Regions from separate parts of the Mus musculus genome. Here region 2 is linked to region 1. Evidence: chromatin contacts called from public promoter capture Hi-C data. All regions are on one chromosome and are shown on one strand. Each heading gives the region's core, a stretch centred on a gene start, on an enhancer-like site or on the middle of the called end of the contact. The rest is flanking DNA. Distances are from core to core; before and after follow the strand shown. Region 1 holds the start of Arl6ip6 (ADP-ribosylation factor-like 6 interacting protein 6). Region 2 holds the start of Ccdc148 (coiled-coil domain containing 148).

The links. Promoter capture Hi-C pulls out the DNA fragments that hold promoters and counts their contacts.
Region 2: a promoter capture Hi-C map of frontonasal cranial neural crest shows a contact between it and region 1. The contact joins the promoter of Ccdc148 here to the promoter of Arl6ip6 in region 1.

What each region holds. Positions count from the first base shown.
Region 1 is chr2:53,188,499-53,195,834 of GRCm38.p6, reverse strand. Arl6ip6 (ADP-ribosylation factor-like 6 interacting protein 6) reads right to left here and starts at 3,751. Exons shown (of 4, transcript NM_022989.4): 1 at 3,313-3,751; 2 at 1,498-1,551. The coding sequence starts at 3,712. Prpf40a (pre-mRNA processing factor 40A) reads left to right here and starts at 4,581. Exons shown (of 26, transcript NM_018785.3): 1 at 4,581-4,812; 2 at 5,735-5,866. The coding sequence starts at 4,603.
Region 2 is chr2:59,155,952-59,163,287 of GRCm38.p6, reverse strand. It overlaps Ccdc148 (coiled-coil domain containing 148), which reads left to right and starts at 2,605. Exons shown (of 15, transcript NM_001372501.1): 1 at 2,605-2,941. It overlaps Pkp4 (plakophilin 4), which reads right to left and starts at 2,438. Exons shown (of 22, transcript NM_026361.2): 1 at 2,160-2,438.

The DNA.
Region 1 (7,336 bases), core at 2,502-5,001:
CCACGGTCCTTTGAGTACCTGCATAAGAACTACTCATAAAAGCAAATATCCTTGGACCCAACCTTGGGCTGAATCGTAATTTAAAAGCACTTAAACAAAATAAAAGCAAGTCACCAGACTGATAATTACCCACGTCAAAATGAGAAATGTTAACGTAGCTACATTCCTACCTTACTGAGACTTACCCCAGCCCTACATCAGTATTCAAAAATATTTGCAGGGGTCAAAATTTTTATGTCTATAGAAAGAGAACCCTTTTTATGGTTGAGTACTTTCTGTGCTCTTGTTATTTTTTTCTACAAAATAAAATCAACCTACTATCAAAATATTGAGGCAGTTTTATGATAAACTTTAAATGTATCTCATTGAAATATTAATGTAACAGATCTAATAGCATTATGCCAAAAGACTAGTAATAAATTGTCTAGTAAATAATACAAAATGATAAAACATTATCACAGAAAAAGGGTATATGTGGTGGTTTAAAAGAAAGTGCTCCCCCCCACCACCTCCCCTCATAGGTAGTGGCACTATTAGGAGGTGTGTCCTTGTTAGAGGAAATGTGTCACTAGGAGTGGGTTTGAGGTTCAGATGCTATAGCCAGGCCAGTGCCTCACTGTTCCAGCTGCCTGCTGACCCAGATGTAGAACTCTCAGCACCACATTTTCCTGTATGCCGCCATGCTTCCCGCCGTGATGATAAAGAACTAAAAAATCCTCTGAATTGTAAGCCTGCCCCCAATTCAATGTTTTCCTACATAAAAGCTGTCATGGTCATGCTGTCTCTAAGTGATACTGACAGCATTTATTCTCCACTAGATTAGAGGCTCATAGAGGGTTCTGTCTTGGCAGTTAGTTCTGTTGTAAAAATAGCTGTTTTCCTCATTCTGAATTTTAATAGTAAAATATATCACTAGATAAAATTCTAAACTCTTCAAAATTATCTACGAGAGAGACAGACACCATCAATAATCCTCTTCAGTAGCTATAAACTACATAATGTATGATATTTTGGACAATGGAAACTTAACTGACTCAACTAGACATTAATGGCAAATAATTCTTATTTTAAAATTTGTATCTCAAGACAAACTGCGTACAAATACATGTGGACATTCTTCTGAAGTCTGTTTCGGATACTATTTATATTGGCTAAGTTTGTGAGCAAGTTTCTAGTTTTAAATTCCTGAAGTAGTATAAGGAGCTTCTTCCAAAACACAATTAGAAACTACTTCAAGGAACTAGTGGACCAATGTCATGCAAAGTTACGTTGAATACTGTATACATGCATTAGTGGCCCATTATAAAATTATGAAAATTATCTAAATGTATACCTAAAAAGGAAATCTAGTAACATTTACCACAAACATATAAATAACACTACAGAACCAGCTACACATGACATATGTAAAATATTTATCCCAAAGCCTCTATAACTTAAGCTTAATTTGGGAAAACTAAAATAAGCGATTGGATGAATAAAATGATCAGTTCATACCTAACAGCCCAGTATGTATATCATCTTCATTTTTCAAGTTTTCTGCATGCAATTCTGTAAATACAAAGAGGTTTAGGTAGAAGAGTAGTTAGTGTTCCTTCATGACATGAATATCCAAAGGCATTTTGAAGACACTGTTCAATGTCAAAAGGACCCTAAAGTCAGAGCTAGGTTAAATTTCTGATTTACTACCTTCATGCAAATAGCTCTACAAGAGTCAAGTGCAATAAACACGAGACTAGTGTTTATCTCCTGGATGTGTTGAAGAAAATTTGTACAAAAGAAACTTCAGGGCATAACAGAATTTGACTTCAGTTCCTCACTCCATTCTCCAAAATGCCACTGTCCTCTGCAATGAACGTCTACTCATGGGTATATACCTTTATGTTACAAAAGAAAAATAAACTACGTGAATAACAAATCTATCATGGCTGAAGTGGGAAAAAAAACTGTTGAAGGGCCACCTGCATCCCATTAGGGAATGGGAGGAAATAAAGCAAAACTGAACTGGAGATTTAATTTTAATTAGTAAAGGCAACACAAGAATGAGTGTTGAATCCTTTTAATACAAAATAGTTTTCATGTTTCTATTTCTCAAGAATTGGCAAAGTCAGCACTAACTGAATTAAAATCTCTTTCTACTACAATAAATACTAAATCATACAACAAATTCAAATGGGGGAAGAGGGTCTTTCTGAGCATTGCTATTTGGACAATATGTCAATTTCTGACACAGTAGAATAGGCTTGTCCTGAAATAACTCTACCTGATTACAAGGGAAAAATAGAAAAACCATTTTTGCCTATAAAAGTAGAAACTTAGCCAAGCCGTGGTGATGTGTCTTTAATCCCAGCACTTGGGAGGCAGAAGCAGGCGGGTTTCTGAACTCAGAAATCAAGGCCATGGCAAATACAGTAGTGGATGCTCACAGTCAGCTATTGGATGGATCACAGGGCTCCCAATGGAGGAGCTAGAGAAAGTACCCAAGGAGCTAATGGGAACTGCAACCCTATAGGTGGAACAGCAATATGAACTAACCAGCACCCCGGAGTTCTTGACTCTAGCTGCATATGTATCAAAAGATGGCCTAGTCGGCCATCATTGGCAAGAGAGGCCCCTTAGTCTTGTAAACTTTATATACCCCAGTACAGGGGAATGCCAGGGCCAAGTAGTGGGAGTGGGTGGGTAGGGGGGCAGGGCGAGAGGGCGGGGGGGGGGGGAGTATAGGGGGCTTTCAGGATAGCATTTAAAATGTAAATGAAGAAAATATCTAATAAAAATTTTTAAAAAAGAATATTAAAAAAAAAAAAGAAAGAAAGAAAGCCAGCCAGTTTGGTCTACAAAGTGAGTTCCAGGACAGCCAGGTCTATACAGAGAAACCCTGTCTCAAAAAAGAAAAAAAGAAAGAAAGAGAGAGAGAGAGAGAAAAGTAGAAACTTGGGATGGGGTGGGGGTGGGGATCCTTGTCCTAGGTTCAGAGAACAGTGCAAACCCAGCATGTCTCTTAACATCAGCCTTAGGACGTACAGCAGTACTTTCTTACACGTACTTTTTTGATCCTTTTAAAAGTAAGGGGCTCTGCTGTTTCAACTCAAAGTGTTCAATGCCTTTACGGCATTAAAGACTGTAGATTTAGCCAAAGATCTTTTCTAAATGGGTCTCATGACGGAGCAAGGACGTCCATCTAGGGAGAGAAGACAAAAGGGACGATAGCAGTCTCGAGGGAACGCTTTGGGAGGAGAGTGTGAATGGGGGCGTGTGATGTACTGGCTGCACTTTACGCTGGACAGCCTTTCAAGGCCTGGGCTTCAATACCTTTAACGATCATGTAGGCGATGGCGAGAAGGAAAGCAAGGAGGACGGCGAACAGCAGCGAACAGAGAATGGAAAGGGCTTGGATGGGCCACCGCCGAGCCTGGGTTCGCTTGGCCGCAGTGGCCGGGAAGATGCCGTTGCGCTTATCCGGCAGGACCGGAGACCCGTCCCCGACCCGGGGGAGTAGCGGGGCCCTCTTGGTCTCCGACGACGCCCTGGCTGAGAACTCTGCCCGCAAGTCGCGGGCCACTTGGTCGCATCCCTCGTCTTCGTCGCCTTCGCCCTCACCCCAGCTGTCCCCCTGAGTGTAGTCGGAATACCCGGGCCGAGTCGCAGGGCCTGGGGTAACCTGACGGCGCCTCCGCGCGCCCGCAAACCTCCAACTCTCCACGAACGACATGGCGGGAAAGACTGAGAGTCCCGCGAAGGTCGGCTGTCCACCACCGCCACGCCCCGCCCCGGCTACAGCCAATCAGAGACGGCCGTCGGCGGACCCAACCACCGCGCGCAGAACCGTAGGGGAGTGCAAGAGCGGGTTACCCGGGGACTCCGCTTCCGGAGGCGCCGTGGGAGCGCGCGCCCATGGCCCGCCGCGACAACACTCTCATTTATTCCACCCTTTCGGGTCCTGTGGGCACGCACCTCTCGAGCCCCATGACCGCAGTTCCGCGCCTTCCTAACCGCCAGTCGCTTCCTCCCTCGGGCGAGAGATCTCTGTCTTTACCGCTCCCCGCCAGATACAGTTCGCGCCTCCGCCCTTCACTATGCCGGGCGCGCGCGCAGCTCTCGAGTTTCTCCCCCCCACCCCCAAAGGCACGACCCCCTCCCCAGGGCAACCGCGCGCGCGCGCACTAGGCCGCTAACGCCGGGTGCCGCTTCCCCCGCCCCACCCCCACCCCACCCCTGGTGGCCTCAGGTTTGTGGGGCGAACGTAACTAGGGCGAGGGGCTGGACGCCACTGCCCCACCCCCCGACGGGGTGCGGTGGCCCGAACCCGGGAATCTGGGTCCCCGCCGTGTCCCCTTTCCTGGGGGAAGTTGGTAGAGTTTCCCCGGCAGAGCACTCGACGCAGAAACTTCCTCCGTCCCCCCTCCCCCCCCCTCCATGCAGGCGACGCCGAGCGAGGCAGGGGGCGAATCGCCGCAGAGCTGCCTGTCGGTCTCGCGCTCTGATTGGACAGTAGGGAAGCCTGTCAGTTTATTGGCCCCGCTGATCCCGCCCCGCAGCTCAGGGCAGCCTTTACCCTTTGGCCCCGGCGGGCGCCAGCCACTCAGATCGCTTCTTGTTGGTATGTGCAGCGGCAGTGGCCGCCGACGGAGCAGTCTGAGCCCGACGATGAGGCCGGGGACTGGAGCCGAGCGTGGAGGCCTCATGGTGAGTGAAATGGAGAGCCAACCTCCCTCGCGGGGTCCCGGGGACGGGGAGCGGAGATTGTCCGGCTCAAACCTGTGCTCCAGTTCTTGGGTCTCTGCTGACGGCTTCCTGAGGAGACGGCCCTCGGTAAGGGATCGGCGGGGTAGGGGAAAGCGGCACAATGAAAAACCGAGTCAGAGAAACAGGAAGCTCTCTCCAAACGGAGAAGAGCATATCAGGAAGAGAGCTGCAGATGGTGGGCTACGTCCCAAGGGGGAGAGATGGAGGGCGGGAACACACAAAGAAATAGGTGGGACCTTGGACTTGCCAGTGGTCTTGGCCTAGGTAGATAGATGCCTTAGGAAGAAGGAAGGTGCTGGGCCCCGGGCGGACTGTGCATCTGAGAGCCCCAGGCTTGACTTACAGTAGGGACACTTAAGTCTGTGGGACTTAAGGAGCGGCTGCTGCGGTCTTATTTCTCCGGGAGTGGTGGTGATTTGCAGGGCTTGGGGGATTCGGTTGGGAGAATTGGCTGCGGATACTTAGTTTCAAGCCAGGAACAATGGAAGTATTATATTTTAAGCTCCCTAAAACGGCATGAATTTGTTAGTGTCTGGGACAGTTTAACTCTATTAAAACATTTGTGAAGTACTCTTGGGTACCCGCACTCTGTTTTAGGTCTTGTCCATATGAATGTAATTTTAAGTAGTATAAGCTGGTTATGTGTATAAAGGTGACGGAAGTTGTGTTCATCGTAATAATTTTTTAAGTTGGAATTCAATACATAGTCACCAAGTCTGACCAGTCATTTAACAGTTTGTTAAGTCATTGGAGAGGGGTTGTAATCCGCTAATGGGTTTAACTTTTCCATTATTTTGTAAATTTTCAGGCCCCATCTAATAATCACTGTAGTGTAATTAAGATTAACTTCAGTATATGCTAATACTGTAATTTAATCACAGTGATTTAATATTGTGCCTTAATTGATGGGTTTTAGTTGTTGTTTTTGAAATGACATTTTAAAGAAGCATTTAACTGTCTCTCACTCTCCCTTTTTATTATTTTTCAGATGGGGCATCCTGGCATGCATTATGCACCAATGGGCATGCACCCTATGGGTCAGAGAGCAAACATGCCTCCTGTACCTCATGGAATGATGCCACAGATGATGCCCCCTATGGGAGGGCCTCCAATGGGACAAGTAAGAAGACGCTTTCCCTTTGGCTTGCTTAGTTTTGTTTGAGTGTGTCGAGATGTATTTAAGATGTAAGTCAGTGGTGTACTTGCAGCCCTTTAAAGGTTAGTTTATATCCACGTAATGTCTTCAAACAAGACAAAACATTACATTGCTCATGTCTGTAACCAAATTTTGAATGTAGTAAGACTGTATGAGAAAAAATTAACTGACTTCCTCAACAAAATTAAGCTTTAAAAAAAATAAGCCGGCTGTGGTGGCGCACGCCTTTGATCCCAGCACTTGGGAGGCAGTGGCAGTTAGATCTCTGAGTTCAAGGCCAGCCTGGATCTATAGACTGAGTTCCAAGACAGAGAAACCCTATCTGGAAAACCAAGCAAATAATTTAAAGTGAGAGTATACATCTAATCTATTTAACTTAGTGACTTTATTTCAGGCATTATAATTATTAATGGTCTAGGAGTAAATATATATCAGAAGATAATCGTGGTGAATGTGTAAAGCCTAGCATCAGAAAAATAGTAGTTACTTGGGGTTTTCATGTAGAATGAATTTTATTCTTGGAGTATCTTCCTCTTGTTTGGGGTGCGGAGGGATTTTCTGCTCTATTACTAATTCTTTCCTGGACAGTGCCAAATAGGTAGCTCATTTTCTACTTAATTTTTGAATGATAATTGCTTCTATACTCCTACTTGTGCGTTGCCCCTTGAATCTCTAGCACAAATCGTAAATGGACGTTTTTTCGTAGGAGTGATTGGATTAAAAGGTTTTAAGATGACTCAGGAACACGGGTAGAATTTCTAGAGAAGTGGTCAAGAAAGACAAGAGCTTGAGGTGCATCAACAGTTCTGTCCTATGCTAGGTTCTATATAATACACTGATTCTTAGGTGGGCTGGGTTATTCCAGTTGAATATCTTGATAAGTCATGAAATTTTTGATTAGCAGAATATTTTAGAAAGCCAGTTGTATATTTTCTTTTGCTAATGAGTACTATTGAGTTTGACGATGGTTTGAGCAATGAAGGCTAAAGTTACTGGTGAAATTACAGGGGGAAACAGGAACTTGTGTTTTTTTGTTTGTTTGCTTTTTTTATTTTAAAGAGTAGAATGGCTCAGTGTTAAGTGGTTTTCTTTTATATTTGGAATATAGCCCTTAATTTTGGATAAGAAAATTGTATTCAAAGGCACCAAACTGAAAAGATTCTGCCTGCAGGAGTTCCTTATAGAAAAGATTCTTTTGCTCTGTTACTCTCGAATAATAATACTTTAAAACTCCCTAGGATATGCAGAGACAACTCTTGATTCTTTTTCTGTATCTTTCCATCTCTAAGCAGCACAAAACCCTTCTTGTTTTCTTGGTAGAGCTGCTCTAACTAGATAATGAGCTTTAAAAAATATTTATTCTCTAATGCTCTGGTTCTTATTTAAAATTAGTTTCTTTCCACAGAAAGATAAAATAAAACAATTTGCTACTGC
Region 2 (7,336 bases), core at 1,356-3,855, 6.0 Mb before region 1:
ATCCTCTGCATTGTTACTGTAGGGGAATTAAACCTCTAAATTAGAAGGTTCACTGACTACAGGCATACCTGAAAAACAATGTAGCAAGCCAGAAGACACAACCTATCATTTCTTCTCCCTTGGGTCTTAACTAAAATGCCTGCAGACTTTTCAATGCCCTTGATGCATGCAAAGTAGGGGTCAGAAGACAGGTGACTGGTTGAACTACTGGCTTATTTTCCTGAATCTGAGGGAAAATAACCAAATGCAGAAGGTTGTCTAGTGCCAGCAACCTTCAAAGCAGACTGTGGAATGGAAGCACACACCGTATGCCTTCAGCCAGAAACACTTCCTCCAGACATTGTTCTTGCTTTCACCATACCATTTCCCACAACTGTTTCTTAGGTATCAGAAATGCTCCATGGGATATACTCCATTTAAAAAGAGACAATTTCTTCTACTTTCTCAAAAGCAAAAACCTAACCCTGGTTCTGGGAGAGCATCTGTCAAAATTTTGCTTTTCTGTATTAATTTAGGAAAGAAAGAAAGAAAGAAAGAAAGAAAGAAAGAAAGGAAGGAAGGAAGAAAGGAAGGAAATGTATACTAGTCGTTACCAATTTTATACATATTTACCAATCTTTATAAGTTGTAGGACTGTGCTTTTTATTCAGTTAAACTGAGTGACAAAGAAAGAAATGGCGCTTTCCACTAATAAATTACATATTGAAATATACATGACTGTGATGTCCCCGGGTTACTTGCAGTGGTAACTTACACGCCCCGAATTTAACTGTACCAGACAGTTCTATCTGTCCCATCGCTGGCCAAACACTGCTGCTCTGTTACTATTCATTATGTATTATACGAGGCCTAAACACAGCCCAGTATGACGATGGAAAATATTCCGATCCTCATGACAGCAGTGATGCATTCAAGATCTCTTGCAATACACCCCGGACCTGGAGCACTAAAAGACATTTTCTGATACAGCTAAAAGATGTTGGCTGCAAGCTTACTCAAGAACATTCGGCCCTGTCTCTGCTGGTATTCAGAAAACCCTGGTTAAAAAAAAAAAAAAAAAAAAAAACCACGCACTATCCAAATCTTGCAAAAGCAAACTTGCCAAGAGCCTTCTGCAACGATCAATAATAACCTTGGGTACACTGACACCTAAATTCACGGTCCTGGAGACCAATGCAGCAAAAAATCCAGAACCATAGGCTGGAGCCCCAAGAAAACTACCGCGCTTCCCTCTCCACCGCCCTCTGCCGCAGGGAGAGAAGCGGAGGCAGGAGAGTGAACGAGGCTTACCAGCTCTGAAGATGCGCCGTGACCTCTGGCTACGCGGCGAGATCAGGGCCGGGAAGGCGCTAGTGCGGCCGCGGCCCGTGCGGACTCTGTCCCTGGTGCATTCCTTGCATTCCAGCACAATCTGTCGCCAGCCTACAAGCTGGCAGCGCGCGTCGCCCGTTGGACGCACACACCTGCCTATCGCGGCGCCCGGAGCAACCGCGGCGCCTCCGCTGCCCGCGCTCGCCGGGTGTCGCACTCAGTCACTATGCCGCCAAAACCCGGTCCCGCCGCTCGCCCTCTCGTTTCCCAAGGAGTAAGAGGGGACAGGGACCCACGACCCTCCGTTGGGTGCAGCTGCTCGCTCTAACTCCTGGCAGCGCGAGGAGGCAGTGCGGCGCGGGAGGGCAGCCTGGAGCCTTAAGGCTGGGGCGCCCGCTAGGGAGGAGCGTGCGGTTTGCAGCTGCAAGCTGGGAGCCCTGGACCCTCCGGGCGGTCGTCACGGGCACCAGCGCTGCTCTGGGGGCCCGGGCGACACGCCGGGCGAGCGTGGGAGGCACGGCTGGCGGTTGCTTCGGTGGAGCGAGGGACGGACACACAGACGGCCGGTCCCGGGCACGACGGCGCGCGGGAGCCTCGGGGCTCAAGTTCGAGAAGCGGTGGCGCGGTGCGGGAGGAAAAGCGGCCGCGCCGAGCTGTGCGGGGCAAAGTTGTGCGCCGCCGGGGGGAGGGGAGAGGCGGGCGGGATGGCGGAGCACGCGGCGGGGACCGAGAGATCCGAGCCAGGGAGCCGCGGGGGGCGCCTGGCCGCCGCCAGGTCCCGGCTCGACGCGCTCTGGGCAGCTAGCACCCCAGAGCCCCGAGCCCTCCCGCCAGCCCCGCGCACTTACTTTCCAGCTCAGGCGGAGGCCGTCGTCGCTCCAGGGACCAGGGACATCCACGCCGAAGGGTCGCCGCTGCGGCACCGGAGCAAACTGGCCGAAGTGCGGCAGCCTCGCCGCTGCCCTCCCCTCCCTCCCCTCCCGCCCCCTCCCCCGAAGAGGCTCTCCCACCACCCCGGTGGCGGCGGCAGCTCGCCTCTACCCCGTGCCCATAGTGCCGCCGCCGCGGCCGGCGTCCACGCGCACTCAGCCCCGGAGCCCTCTAGACTGCTCAGAGGCCGCCGCCCCGCCGCCAGCCCGCCCGCCCGCCCGGCCAGTCCCGGCACCCGGGAACGTCAGCACGCTGCCGTCCCCAGACAGGCTCCGCGCCCGCCCCATTGGGCGGAAGGAGAGGGCCGGCCCTCCCCATTGGCCCGGCCCTCATATTGAACGAGCCAATGGGAGCTGCGGTTTCAGGTCGCCATGGAGACCGATGCTGTTAAGAGCTAGAGGGCCAGGAGAAGGTGGGGAGTGAAGATGAAGGTGTCTGTAGCCTCCGGCGCGGGAGGGGGTGGGGGGAAGGAGTATTAGGGGATTCCCGGGAGAGGGCTCTGAAATCGGGCGGGTCTTGCTTTTGAGTATTGCCAAGACTCTGCATGGTAGGGCTTGTCCCCAGCGTCAAAGGCAGAAACAACTGAGCCCCCGGACTTCTACTTTACATTGAAAGCTCAGGAGTGGGCGTTTCATTTTTCCTGCATCTGGGGAGCATGCGAGGCTATATGCATTTTGACCTTTGAGATCTGTGCAGCCCGGTGAGTTTCCACTCCATTCCTTAAATCTCTGCTTCTTCCTGACGTCACAGGGTCACTTGAATTCTTTCTCCAACCACTCCCCCTTCCCTGAGTCTACATTTCCTCTGATTTTTGGTTCTTCCAGCCTATAACCCCTCCCAACGAAAACAGGATTTCTTGCACGTGGTATTTTGGTAAGGAAACTGAGTGGGGTTGTACTAAAGGACCAGCCCGCAACAGAATGAGTTCTCTGCTTCCCAAAACAGCAAGTCTGATCTCTCCTCCGCCCCTCCCTCTTGGACTATGTGCTTTCTGTGCTGAGCTTGGCAGGTGCATGCTCTTCCCAGTTTGTCTGAGGCTGGAGAAGTGCCAGAATTCATCCCAATGATTTCTCAAAAAGAAAAAAATAGATTACAAATGATGGATTTTTGCTTTCTGGCAGTTTTCCAGATTAATACTAAAATCGGTAAGGAAATGATGAATTGGGACAGGGGAGCATTCGCACCCAAATCTTGACCTTTAATAATGAGTGCTCTACTTTCATTTTAAATCATTTTGTGCTAGTTTGCTCGTGCTAATTATTTTTGATGAGTGATGTTCATAATTAGATGGTAGCTATTAATCTGGAACTTTTACACATGATATTGCTTCATAACATATTTTAAAAATAGTACCACTCTAGCATATAGCCACCGATGTATTCATGTTTCTTCTTTTGGTGGCTTTGTTATTTTCATAATATCCTCTTTAGTAAAAAGAAAAAAATATTATACTATCTCCCTTCACAATAAGGGATATTAATTTTCCTTGTTATATTTTGTGGGGAAAGCTGATAGGAATTTTACATTACAAATATTTTGTTGTGAGAAGCAGATTATTGTGTATGCAAGCTCTATATATCTAATTTACATTCTGAATTTTAATTGGGTGGCATGTTTTGGCTTTTATGCTATAAAATATAGCCTAAGAAATGTTAATATGGCAACTTGCTTGGAAAATGAATCTCCTTGGTACTTATTGTAAACTTGATTTTAATTGACAGTTCCGTGCAGGATTGGACTGTAGAACAAAATGCATGAGCATGTGGATGTACCACTTAAATATTTTAGAAGCAAACATTAAGGTTGGAGGAAAAGATATCTCATGGCTTGTCATTAGGAAAATTGCCTGCTTTTGAGTTTTTCTTGTGTTTGTTGTTGTTTTCTTGCTATTGTGTGTTTGTTCATCGAATGGAAAAAGTTAAAATGAAAAGATAAGTAAGATATTTTAAATGTATAGTCAAGATACCAATAATTTGTTTGTTCTTAATTTAAGTAATACTAAATGAATGTAATATTTGCCTACTCAAAGGAGAAAATGGGTCTCTTTTTTTCGTCCTTCATAGAAGGAAGGGGGAAAAAAAACAATTTTGGTTTTACTCTAAAAATTATTTTCTTTTGTATCTTTCTCAAAACGCATATCTGTCAAATAATTTTCTATTGTTTTTATATGTGCAACCTACATGTCATTTCCATTGTCAGTGAATAAAATGTTGCTGAAACCCATCAAGAATAATGGATGTCCCCTAACTCATTTGTCATTCAGTATTACTTTTTACATTTAGTGGAGAAATGTTTTTCTTAACTTCTCCTAGAGAGCCCCTCCCACATCTGCCTCGTTTCTGATGTCAAGTCTGTCTTCCTGAGGATCCCTCCACTTTGCAGGAGATCTTAAGATTCTGGGAATCTGATGAGAGGCCCTGGGTCCTGGCCCTCTTATCTGCTCAACTCCCACTGTGCAACCAAGCGCACAACAGTACTCTCACCAACAGGACTTTTCTCTGTTGCTTATACTTTCTCAGGGTGCCTTTTATATGCTCTCCCCCCCCCCCCCCGAGCTTCTCCCGTAGGCTCCCAAATATCTGGTTTTTTCTGCTTAGCCTCCCTCTTTATATGCTGGCCTTTCCTTTCCCAGAAGCAGTGTACAGGAAGAACTCTGCTTTTTCATACCTGTTGCTTTGACCCTGAGTACAACTGAAATTGTTCCAAAGGTCACACCCTCTGCCCACAGAATCTCAGCTGGCTTTGCCAACTGAGTTCTCTCACCTAACAGTGTCCTTTGGACCAGGAGTAGGTTACATGCCTATAATTGCAGCACTTGGGAGGCAGAGGCTCTAGCTCAGAAGTTCATCCTTCACTTTTTTACACATAGTAAGTTTCAGGACAGCCTTGGCTTCATGAAACCCTCACTCAAACAAACAAATGAAAACCAAGTTTTTAACTTGGCAGTATTTGGAATTACTTGGGAAGGTAGGGTTTTTTTAAAAATATATATATATATATATAAACAGAAGAGACTATTTAAATACGAATAAATGTATCCACTATAAGACATTCACAGAGACTTATCACATTTAAAATGAGAAATATTAGTCAAACAAACTTACCAGTGTTATAGCATCAGTAAGCAAGAAATCATGGCTACCTCTGACATGCTGATTGTAGAACTTAATTATTTTTCGACATTTTACTATTTAATCATTTTCTTAAGTAATTATTTAATTAATAAACAATTTATTTTATTAATAGTATTTCATATCAATTTTATATATAACTAACATGTATACAATACATAAAATATGTAAATATATTATCTATTAAAATATTTGACAAAATTAATTTAATAATTTAATTATTAAATTTAAATGTATTTTCATTATGTTCTTTTCCTCCTTCAAGTTATCCCAGATTTTCTTTCCCTCCATACTCACCCAACTTTAATTTCTTTCTCAAACATAAACAAAAACAAAATGCAGAACTCTCCCAAACCAAGAAGATGAACTCCCCTCCCCACCAAAAAAACACAGCACCAAAACTCTAACCGAATAAAAGCATTCATAAAAAAGAAAGAGAGAAAGAAAAGAAAAGAAAAAAGAAAAAAACTACTGTGGAGTTCATCATATACTAGTCAACTACTCCTGAACACGAGAGCTTCCTTGGCAGAACTGACACTCTAATGGAGTATTACTCCATTAGAGAAAACTGATTTTCCCTCTCCCAGCAGGTACAACTGACAGTTAGGTTGTTAACCTTTATTCTATTGGCTAGGTTTTCATTCGTTCATTCATTTTTTTAGTATAACAAACTTAAATATAACAAGATGAAAACTATCACATTGAAGTTGGACAAGGCAAACCAACAAATGAAAAGAGCCCTAGAGAAGGCACAGGAACCAGAGGCCCACTTGTTTGTACGCTCAGGAATCCCATAAAAACATAGTTGTCCTAGTTGGAAGTCAGCCTCCTGTAAGGACGTGGTAAGAGCTACCTTGAAAGTAGGGCTGTACTATCTCCGGGGCTGGGCCCTACACTAAATGAAGCGGGTGGCGGTGACAAGCTCTCCTCCTTGACTGGACGTCCTATCTGCTCTCTGGGGCACCTGCTTCTGTCACTTCCCATATTTGAACTATAACCTGAAACCATGAGTCAGGACAACCCCCTTTCCCCTCAGTTGCTCTTGTAGGGTATTTTATAACAGCAATAGGAAAGAAGCGGAGACACCCCCAATCCCACGCTCTCCTAGAGGAGACAAACCTTTGCCAGCCAACCAGAGGAGCCACTGAAGTGCAAATGGCCTATTTGAGCAGAGAGTATGTGCACTCTCTTTCTAGATCTGGCTGCTGGGTAGCTGTGGTGGGAGGAGGGGCATCTGCTTAAGCTGATGGCTGACAGCTGACAAGGTTTAAAAAGAATGAAGACTTTGGGCAACTTGACTTCAGGATCAGAAGAAAACAGCAGAACTCCAAGGAACTTTACTGTACCATTGGTGAAAAGAAGTTGACCCAAACCTTTCAAGGACTAATAAGACTGCAAGAACTTTTACAGTGTTCACCATTTTCCTATTAGCTCATGACAGTCAGTGAAAAAAAAAAAATCCTTTTTGAAATGTACCATAGAAAGGAAGCAATAGAGAATACTGCTCTTTGATACCTCTACAGCAGGTAGTGACAGCAAAACTTCTGAGAATACACACCAGTGCCTGCAGCTTTTGTGATTGAAGAGGGAGGTTTAAACAAGCACCAGGTGGGGAATAAGGTAATGGCAGCAGAGGCTGAACCTGGGGACCATGGCCAGGACTCAAAAGTAGTTCAGCTCCATTGTGTAGATACAGAACATTTTCATTATCCATTCTTCAGCTGAGAGATAGCTAGGCTGTTTCCAGTTTCTGGCTATTATGAATAAAGCTGCTATGGACATAGTTGGGCAAGCATCTTTGTGGGATGGTGGAGCATTTTGGGGGCCAGTGATGTTCTGTTCAGGAACTTGCCTCCTGTGCAGGGTTATTTCCTACTTTCTCTTCCATGAGGTTGAGTTGAGGTTCTTGATCCACTTGGACTTGACTTTTGTGCGGGGTAATAAATATGGATCTATTTTCATTC